Linked DNA regions of Sus scrofa: region 1 is linked to region 2. Evidence: chromatin contacts called from public Hi-C data. All regions are on one chromosome and are shown on one strand. Each heading gives the region's core, a stretch centred on a gene start, on an enhancer-like site or on the middle of the called end of the contact. The rest is flanking DNA. Distances are from core to core; before and after follow the strand shown.

Evidence for each region. Hi-C and Micro-C count contacts between places; a contact is called where the count stands out from the background.
Region 1: a contact with region 2 is called in a Hi-C map of embryonic fibroblasts, with 2.4 times the contacts expected there. The contact joins two enhancer-like sites. A contact is called at or near these places in 2 of 47 Hi-C or Micro-C datasets (embryonic fibroblasts and heart right ventricle).

What each region holds. Positions count from the first base shown.
Region 1 is chr10:18,461,916-18,466,526 of Sscrofa11.1, forward strand. It overlaps SMYD3 (SET and MYND domain containing 3), which reads right to left. Exons shown (of 12, transcript NM_001160092.2): 6 at 1,796-1,863. Among named protein-coding and RNA genes, the nearest start is that of SMYD3, 560 kb to the right of the region's middle. Within about 2 kb of position 1,601, at least 1 of the 83 cell types and tissues checked has an H3K27ac peak or open chromatin away from gene starts, as enhancers often do. A contact at or near this core is called in embryonic fibroblasts, where this site is marked.
Region 2 is chr10:18,213,782-18,218,634 of Sscrofa11.1, forward strand. It overlaps KIF26B (kinesin-like protein KIF26B), which reads left to right. Exons shown (of 16, transcript XM_021064466.1): 16 at 1-4,853. Among named protein-coding and RNA genes, the nearest start is that of KIF26B, 510 kb to the left of the region's middle. Within about 2 kb of position 3,205, at least 5 of the 83 cell types and tissues checked have an H3K27ac peak or open chromatin away from gene starts, as enhancers often do. A contact at or near this core is called in embryonic fibroblasts, where this site is marked.

The DNA of each region.
Region 1 (4,611 bases), core at 351-2,850, 250 kb after region 2:
CAGTAGGTAGAGCCAGACATCTATATTTGATGAGTATAAAGACACTTCAGCTTAGGGGCAGGGGGCAGGTAAGGCTGACAGGGGTACCAGGGATTGAGCGCTCTCGGGATGTGCTCTTAGGAAGGTGGGGTAATAACAACATTTTCTGAGTCCTTTAGGGGGGTGGGGGTGGGGAGGTGGCTGTCTCATTAGATACCAGCCCATAAGGCGACCCAACAGGAAGATGGGAAAAGAAAAACTGACCTGCAGAGAAATAATCTCTGAGATAATGGGATGCGGCAGTTACCATGGCAGTTATCAAAGCCCAGGGACCAGTGAGCTTTCCACTCAGGATCTCAGACGTGAGGTCCTTTGGGAGAACGGCCATGCCTACTAGAACATGCATGGTGACACTGAAGAATAGTTAGGAGCGCTTCCTCTTCAATGCAACAGTGAGGTTATCTTGCTAACTAGCTCCTCATGCCTTCCAAGCCATGAGCCATGGCCCAGGAATTTTACGACCTTGGAGGCACATTTTTTTTTTTTTTTTAACCATCTGGGAAGGTAGTGGATTTAAGCTGCCACCACATTTGATAATAATTAGAAATAACTGTGAGTGAGCATCCATGATGGAGAACGCACTTTCTGAGCACCTGAGCATGTTTACCACATTTAATCATCCCAATAATCTTAGGAGGACCATTTAGAGATGAAGAAGCTGATATGCGGACGTCTGATAACTTGCCCAAGGATGCAATAACTAGCAAGTGGTGACTGAATTGAAACCAGGTGGTCTGAACTCAGGGCCATGTCTGCCCCATTCTATGTTACTGCTTTTTTTTTTTGTTGTTGTTGTTGTTGTTGTTGTTGTTGTTGTTGCTATTTCTTGGGCCGCTCCCGCGGCATATGGAGGTTCCCAGGCTAGGGGTCGAATTGGAGCTGTAGCCACCAGCCTACGCCAGAGCCACAGCAACTCAGGATCCGAGCCGCGTCTGCAACCTACACCACAGCTCACGGCAACGCCGGATCATTAACCCACTGAGCAAGGGCAGGGACTGAACCCGCAACCTCATGGTTCCTAGTCGGATTCGTTAACCACTGCGCCACGACGGGAACTCCTGTTACTGCTTTTTGAAGATCCATTGGGCAGATCGGTAGCTTATAATGTGTCAGAAATAAGCTGGGTTCTCAGATTCACCGTTAATTATAAGCAAGACCCATTTTGTATTAGATCCTAACAGCATGAAGACAAAACGGAAGTAGCAGTGACCCTGGAGTGCCTGTGGAAGGACAGCCTGGTTCCTCAGTGCCATCGCCTCAGGGGTAGAGAGAGAACACTTTCCAGGGCAAAGCCCCGTGAGTGCTCTTGCCTCCTGGAGCACTGGGCCCAGAGCATCAAGCTGAAAGACCAAACGAACCCAAATGGTACAGGACCACAAGTCTGCTGAAATAATCATGTGCATCAGCCCAGAAGGTTGGGGAAAAGGACCAAGGCAGGAGTGGGGGATTAACCAAACCTCAGGTGGATGGTTTATTAGCATCCACAGTCCCCAGCTTGGTACCTCAAAGTTCCTGAAAACAAGACTTTAGATCGGAGGTCTGCCTCTTTGTTAATACCGCACCGTATACTGTGGGTTATGGAACCGTTTTCGTTACACTTCACATTTTCCATTTTCTGGTAATTTATCATTACGTTTCAAGCCTGGTTCTGGAAGCAGCTGCCTGTAATAGCCTTTTGAACTCCTTTTAAAAGGCTGGGAAGCTGGGTGGGAATTAAAGTCATTTCTTCCAGTAAATGAAATACCATCCACCATACCTGGGATACAGGCCAACACCAACTTCCTGCATCTCTGCATTACAGATGGTGAAGGAGTTGCAGATCACCTGTAAAAACAAGAGGAAAACACTTAGGATTACGAGTCACCTAAGAAACTTCATAGGCAAGAGAACAAAAGTTTTCAAACTAAAAGGGAGCCTTTTAGCAACTGCTTAGGGAAGACTCAAGCCAAACGCAGATGCTCTTCCCTTTGCAAGAGAACAGGTCTGGAATACACTTTCCTTGAGAACGTCAGGTAGGTAAATGCAGAACTAGCAACACCCTGTTAAAACTCAGGCTTAAACCCAGCACAGTCTAATCCTCTCCCCCACGTTACGAGGTTACGTGAAATGTTCAAAATTCCGAATACAAATCGTCTACTTATTGAGAACGAGGCTCTGGTGGTGTTGGATTTTTCACGCAAACAAAACTGCCTGTGGTTTCCGGACACCACTGTGTGTCTGATGAGTAACAGCGGCTTGTCTTTTATTCCTAAGAAGGATGAAATATACCCTGAGTGAGTCTATGATCCAAGTCGATGACAGACCACAACGAGCACAGGAAGTAATTCAGGCAAGCTACGGCATTTACTGGGCACAAGGAGCCCCTCACTGAGTGGACAGCAGGGTCCTATACCCTATCAAAGAAATAAGAGATGCTCGGAGGACTTAAAACCTATGAAAGGCCACACGCAGTCCCAGAAAGAACACTGGCCTTAGAATCCGAAAATCTAGGTCCTGGCCCACACATCACTGCCTCAGGCAGGTGCTGAAGAGTGAAGGCAACAACCACAATCCCTGCCTTCACATGAGCTTCCATTCTAGTGGGGAAGACAGATAAAAATTCTAGAGAAAAATGTCACATGTGGATAAATGCTAAGAAAGAAAGTTGGTTGTTCCCTTCATGGCTCAGGGGTTGACAAACCTGACTAGGATCCATGAGGACACAGGTTGGATCCGTGGCCTTGCTCAGTGGGTGAAGGATCTGGCATTGCTGTGAGCCTGCGGTGTAGGTCACAGATGCAGCTTGGATCCTGTGTTGCTGGGGCTGTGCTGCGGGCTGGCAGCTGCAGCTCTGATTCGACCCCTAGCCTGGGAACTTCCATATGCCCTGGGTGGGGCCCTAAAAAGCAAAATAAATAAAAAATAAATTTTAAAAAAAGAAAATAAAAGGGCAGGAAAAAGTGCTCAGGATATTTAAGAAGAAACCTGAAGGCAGCAAGGAAATGGAGGTGCTGAAGGTTCACATCAGAGCAGGTGCAAAGGCCCTGAGGCGGGGATGTTCTTGGGTACAGAAAACATCAAGAAGGCTGGCATGACCAAAGAGAGCAGGGGCAAGACATGAGATGAGAGAGGCAGCTAGAGCATATGGAGACTTATAGCCATGTTTGGATTTTATTCTGAATGAGACAGAAAACCACCATCTTGATTCTGAGCCACAGATTGAAAGGAGCTGGTTTCCATTTTGAAAGGATCATTCTGGTTGTTTTGTAGAGAATAGGCTATAGAAAGACAGGGTGGGGAGTTCCCGTGGTGGCTCAGCAGTAAGAACCCAACTAGTGTTCATGAGGAGGCAGGGTCGATCCCTGGCCTCGCTCAGGGGGTTAAGGATCCAGCGTTGCCGTGAGCTGTGGTGTAAGTCACAGATGCAGCTCACATCTGGCGTTGCTGTGGCTGTGGTGTAGGCTGGGAGCTGTAGCTCTGATTCAACCCCTATTTGGGGAACTTCCATATGCCACATGCACAGCCCTAAAAAAATTTTTTTTTATATATTAAAATTAAAAAAAAAAAAAAAAAAAAAAGGAAGACAAGGGTGGAGGCAGAGGAAGCAGGAGAGCACGGCAACAGCCCAGGCAAGAGATGACGGTGGCTTGGAGGCTGGCAGCGTAGAAGTGGTTCTGCCAGCAGGATCTAGGGAGGGGCTGCTGCTGGGAATGAAAGGCATCAAGGACCACGCCTGGGGCCTGAACAAGTTGCCCTACACCAAGGAAGACCATGAAAGGCACAGGCTTGGCTGCAGGGAGTTGGAGGGAAGTCCAAGGGTTGTGTTTTGGTTACGTTCACCTTGCAACGGCCCATTAGACATCAAGCCGAGACTAAGAATGAGCGGTTGGAGTTCAGGGGGGCAGTTAGGGCGGGAGATGGAGACTTAGGGCCAGTGGTTAATGCATCCAACTAGGAACCATGAGGTGGCGGGTTCAATCCCTGGCCTTGCTCAGTGGGTTAAGGATCGGGCATTGCAGTGAGCTGTGGTGTAGGTTGCAGATGAGGCTCGGATCTGGCCTTGCTGTGGCTGTGGTGTAGACCAGCGTCTACAGCTCCGATTCAACCCCTAGCCTGGGAACCTCCAAAGCCGCGGGTGCGGCCCTAAAAAGACAAAAGACAAAAAAAGAGAGAAGGAAATAGAAGAGGCCCCGACAGACCTATGGTGAACCCATGACTGCAAATGGATCTGACTTATTAAATAGTTTCTGCAAAGGCAAAGGCAGCAAGAAGCAATTTCTCTAAATCAGATTTCCTTGAAGGAACATAAAGTATGAAACAGCCTTGAGTCCTCTGGGCCTCTCCCACTGCTCCGAGGAGCTCTTCGATGAAATCTCGTGCAACCTATTGTGATTTGGCATTTTTTCCTCCAACAGTCTGATAAAACTGCACGTTCAAATCAGAAAATAAATTGGTGCACGTATTTTAAACACACATTAGTTCAACTGCTTTAAGGGCATCTGTTTCGAATTAAGATGCAAGAGTGTACTGCCCGTGCATATGTATGCACCAAATGGATGGTAAAAATACCGCACAAAAGAGTCTGTGGTTTTT
Region 2 (4,853 bases), core at 1,955-4,454:
CTGGGAAGGCCACTCAGATTGAAGCTAGAGACTTCCCGGAACAAGCCAGGATGTTTCCAAAGAAGGTTGGAACAGGAGGTGACCGCTCATCCCACCTCCTGGGAGAGGCAGGGTCAGCAGGCAGACCTGGAGGTCAGTTACAGCACAGGTGTATGTGAGCCTGAGAGAAAAGAGAGAAGAGGGTGCGTCTCTAGGGGGAAAGGAGCCTCTATGACCTGGGCCCAACTTACCCTTTGGATGGGATATTTTTTTTTTCCCCAATAGCTTTTCCTCCAAATCCTGACGCCCACGGCCTGGTTCCTTTACACACAAATCCAGGGTTTTCATGACCCTCACAACATTTTTCATGTTCATTTTTATTCCAAAGGCTCTGGATGGAAAGCTTGGACTAGTTCAACCGAACTATAGTTTGGCAACAGTTCTCTAGTTTGGCAAATTTATTGGGGCAGAGGATTTTTCCCAATTTCGATAGCTTCTTGGGCCTGCAGGTGCTCAGAGACCCCAACGGTATTTGTCGAGGACAAGGAAGGATGTGGGGTTGCATAACTCTGCCGTTGTCTAGAGTGCTGCTTAAATGCAGGAAGTTCCAGGCCTCTTGTAAACCAAAGCCTCCATCCCAAGAAAGGACCAGGCTTGACCCCTCAACTTTGGTACCTGAAGGCTGAGAACGGTTTCCTGTCATATATCACACACCCACCTGCCAGGGCACAGAGTGTCATGCATGTGGATGTACCAAGCTTGACTCCAAGAATGTTGGACCTCATTCTCAAATTGAGATGTTCATCCCCCCCGCCCCCTCCCCCACTGCAGTTCCCTTAGGGATTATTATGCCTGTGTTAGTGATGGAAACCCAAGGCAGAGTGGTCAGGGGAGTGTCGCATAGCAGTTCTGGAATTTCACAGTGTCCTCCTACCTTCCAGGTCAGGGACCCCACAGCCTGCCCATTGATGGAGGTGCCCAGGGTTTTCTAGCATACTGTTCTTTTTTGCCCTCCAATGCAGCATATCTTCATGAGCCTGTTTTCAGGCAAGGGAGGCAGTCCCAGCTAACCAACTCCTTGTCCCCAGCCTGTCCCCCAGGAAAAAGAACTTTTGCATTTCTTTGTCAGTGCTCCTCGGGACTCATGTAGCCCAGCATAACTGGCGAGCAGTCAGCAAAGCCCAGCTGAACTCAGTGGGAACTGAATTCTTGTGCTCTTCATAGCACCAGTCCTTTACTGGCCAGGTCAGGACACGGACGGCTCTATTAGCTTTGTTTGGAAAGTTAGCCCCCTAGACTGGAAGCCAGTTCTGTGGATGACAAGTCTGGCTTTGAGTTTTGTTAGCACTTGCCCCTATGCAGAGGTGCATCCAGAAGCTATGCTCCCATCTGATGACTGAAACAGGCTAAAATATGGTGAAAAGTTACTCCAGGATGGATCATTTCCCCCTTCAGTTTAACAAGTGTGTCTGGCCCCTTGGGCAGCAGGGTTCCCCCATCATACCTCCATTCTGTAGGGCAGCCTCATTGACTCTGAGCATACCTCTGGTCTCAGCACTTGTGTGAATGGACTTGTTCAACAGCAGCATAGTGGAAGCTTCTGGACCCCAGAGAAGGCCATTCTGTTGAGTTGGTTTGGGTTTTCCCTTTGGCATCCCTTTGGTTGCTGGTTGGAAATACACTACTTCATGAAAAGCCTTATCATTGGGGGATTGTCAAAGGTGAGTATCCTGGGCTTTGTTGGAAACAAATGTACTTGATTAGTGTTTAGCAGCCTTTGCTTTCGCCCTGGCCATATCTTCCCCCACAGGCTACCTTGCCATGTAAACATCTACAGAAATGTAAAACCTTGATCAGTAGAATCTTTCCGAGGGACTGCCCTTCAGCTGGCCTCCTGCCTAAACCTGCTATATATGTTCATAGCAACTTTATGAGATACCAAAAGGGTTGAGTGAAACCAAGTGCTATCTTAGCGAGTCAGATTGCCCTCCCAAGACGCCATGCCATGGAGCTTCTTGAAGGATGCTGTTGGCGTAGTGTAGAACAATTTTGCATGGCGGTTGTCCATTCTGGCTTTTTCCTTTCTTTCCTTTTTTTTTTTTTTCTCTTTTGTTTCCTAACCTAAGTAAGCTGCAAACATCTTAACACACCAAGTATTGCTAAACCATGTGACGATATCATGAATTCTTATGCTATGATGCGCTCGTTTTTCCCTGTAAGTCGACTCTTCAGCTGGTCATCTGTTCTGAAGCAGTTCTAACAAGTGAAGAACACCTCATTCAGTGACCAGATGTGAGGTAGGTTCAGGTCTAGTTTTGGTGACAGATAACCTAGGAAGGCAAAGGGGGGATGTCAGAGAACCCATTATTCCATTTCATTCTCCACGCATGAAAAAACCAGAACAGTATTTCTTTGAAATTAACATGGAGACATGGGAGCCTTAATTCTTTGTCTGAAATCTGCCCCCCTCTCCACGTAGTTCAGCATGAGGTGGAAGCACTAGCTGCAGAATAAAACTCAGAGCCCCAAAGGGGAAATGGCAATATTATTTCCTGCGTGTAAATCTGTATTGCATTTCATGATGGTGTTTCATGTTGTGACAGAGTGAGACTCTGCTTTATCCTGGGCTTTCAAGCCCCACCAGAAAACTGCAACCTTTGATCTTCTTGTCCTTGAATTCCCTTCCCCATCATGGGGACACTGTCCCTAATGTTCATCTCTGCCTGATTTGAAATCGGAGCATCCTGTGTATCGCTTTGTCTCTAGTTGCTGTTCTGAACGTGGGGCCCTTGAGATGCAAATGCAGGTGTTGGTCCTGGGTTGACACAGGTGGGGCTTATCCAGGGGACCTCAAGATGAGGAAGAGAGAGAAGCTGGTGTACAGTGCCACGCTGCCTCGAGTGGGGAACTTGGCAGGCAGGAATCCAGCTGTTTGTCATAAATTAGTCTTAAGCTTGAAATCTGTGTTCCTGGAAGGTGGTGGTAACTTCATTGTAGCCACAAAAACCATCCAGGGCAGTGGTTCAAAAAGTCTGACACACGCATACACATCTTGTGCTGGTTCTCAGATTTCTGTTGATGTTGAGCAAGAGCCCTTTTCCGGCTTCAGCTTCTGAGGCTGATTATGAATTTTGGTTAATCCATCAGCCTTTATCACTTAGTGCATTCCTGTCTGAAAGTGGCTGTCTGAATTGGGTTTCTTGGGAAAGAGGCCAGGCTTGCAAGAGCCCAGGCATTTCTTAACCTGGTTCTACACGTGGTTGCTGGTGTCATCAGCCTCTGCTGCTCTGGGGTCCAGGCTTCCACAGTGAATAATGATGTAAATATTTTGAAGTTCCCTGTTCCAAAAAGGGTTTAGGTTGGAACAGAAATGACTAAAGATGAGTTCAGTTCAAAATGGAAACCAGAAGAATTCATGAATTTACTCACTGTTCTTTCCTGCAGGAATATTAGCCCCATGCTCTGAGCACATGTTAAAAGATATTTTCATTTTTAAAGGTGATGTGTATTAACCTCCAAAACCATGCCCGTAGAAACACGTTGAAAGCCCTGTTCTCCATGAATTGATGCTGGATAAGCCATCCATTGGTGCTGGCCCCAGGGCCTGCTTGCCACTGCCTGGGCACTGCAGTCCATCCTACCCCCAGGGGACTCTCTTCAGTACTGCCACACTGAGACTGCCCCAGGAGGGCCCCTGCTGCCCACTGTTCAGCAAAACAAAATGACACTCAGTTTCACTGACTCTGCCAGCAGATGGTCTAATTTTTTTGGGGAGGGCCATGGGGGACAGTGGGGGGTGGACAGGGAGTGGAATGTAGCATTCCTTTGGATTGTAATCTCTCTCCTTCTCCAACAAAAGATCTGTCAACGTTTGTGGGTAAAAACTCACAAATTGTGTCACTTAGCCACCTTCCTGACAAAATACCTATCTATTACTGCTCATCAGTTCCAAATAAAAGCATAATTCTAATCCAGGAGAAGCTCATCTTCTCGGGGGGAAAAAAAAGTGTTTCGTTTTGTTTTGTTTTTTGCCAAATCTTAGAAGCTGCTGATCCATCCCTAAACAAACCCGCTCTGCTTTTGGGTGGCCCTGCTCAGAACCGGAGGCAATGTCATAATATCGGACATACAGTGGTGCTTGAGGCTGTACCCAGCCTTCAGCCTTGATATCTAATCAATAGTCTCTAAATGCAGTTCCTAGCATCCCTATGTGTAGGGTGAGCGCTGAAATCCTGGCACTCACACATCTATCTTATGTACATGGAGAAATTACCTTCCACAACTAAAGAGACTCACTCTTTCCCTCCTCCCCCCTGCTAACCCACGTCCCACCCGGTCACCTGGTCATATTCAATTGATGAAAAAGTTCTAGCTTCTTTGTAAACTCAGGCTGTTGCTTTGTAGTGTCGCTCGTGTTTTAGGTTTATTTGTACGTCCTGGTTGGACCTGCTGTCCGAGTGCTATGCATGGAAGTGTCAGCTTGGTGGCTCGGTCAGTGGCTGCTTTTTCATCCTCAGTCTAGCAAGCTCTGCGAATGGAGACGCAGACAGAGGGGAGGAAAGAGAAATCAACCAGGAGAGCAGGGATTAGGGTCCCATCCTCAAAGTATAGGGCTTTGTTCCAAATTGAATGGCTTCCTATAGTAAGGAGCTACAGGGGAAACAGCCCTTTCCTTTTGAATTTGATGACACTGGCCTTGGCCATCAGCCGTCTCAAGCCTCAGTGAAAGAGGATCCAGCCTCTTCCTGTCGGTCCAACACGAAAGTCTGGACAAGTGCAGACAGTATTAGGTTCCCACATTTCCCTAAGACACCCCACTCCACCCCCCAAAGTTACTGAAAGGGGTTGGGGAAAGGAAGCTGGAGTCCCTTACC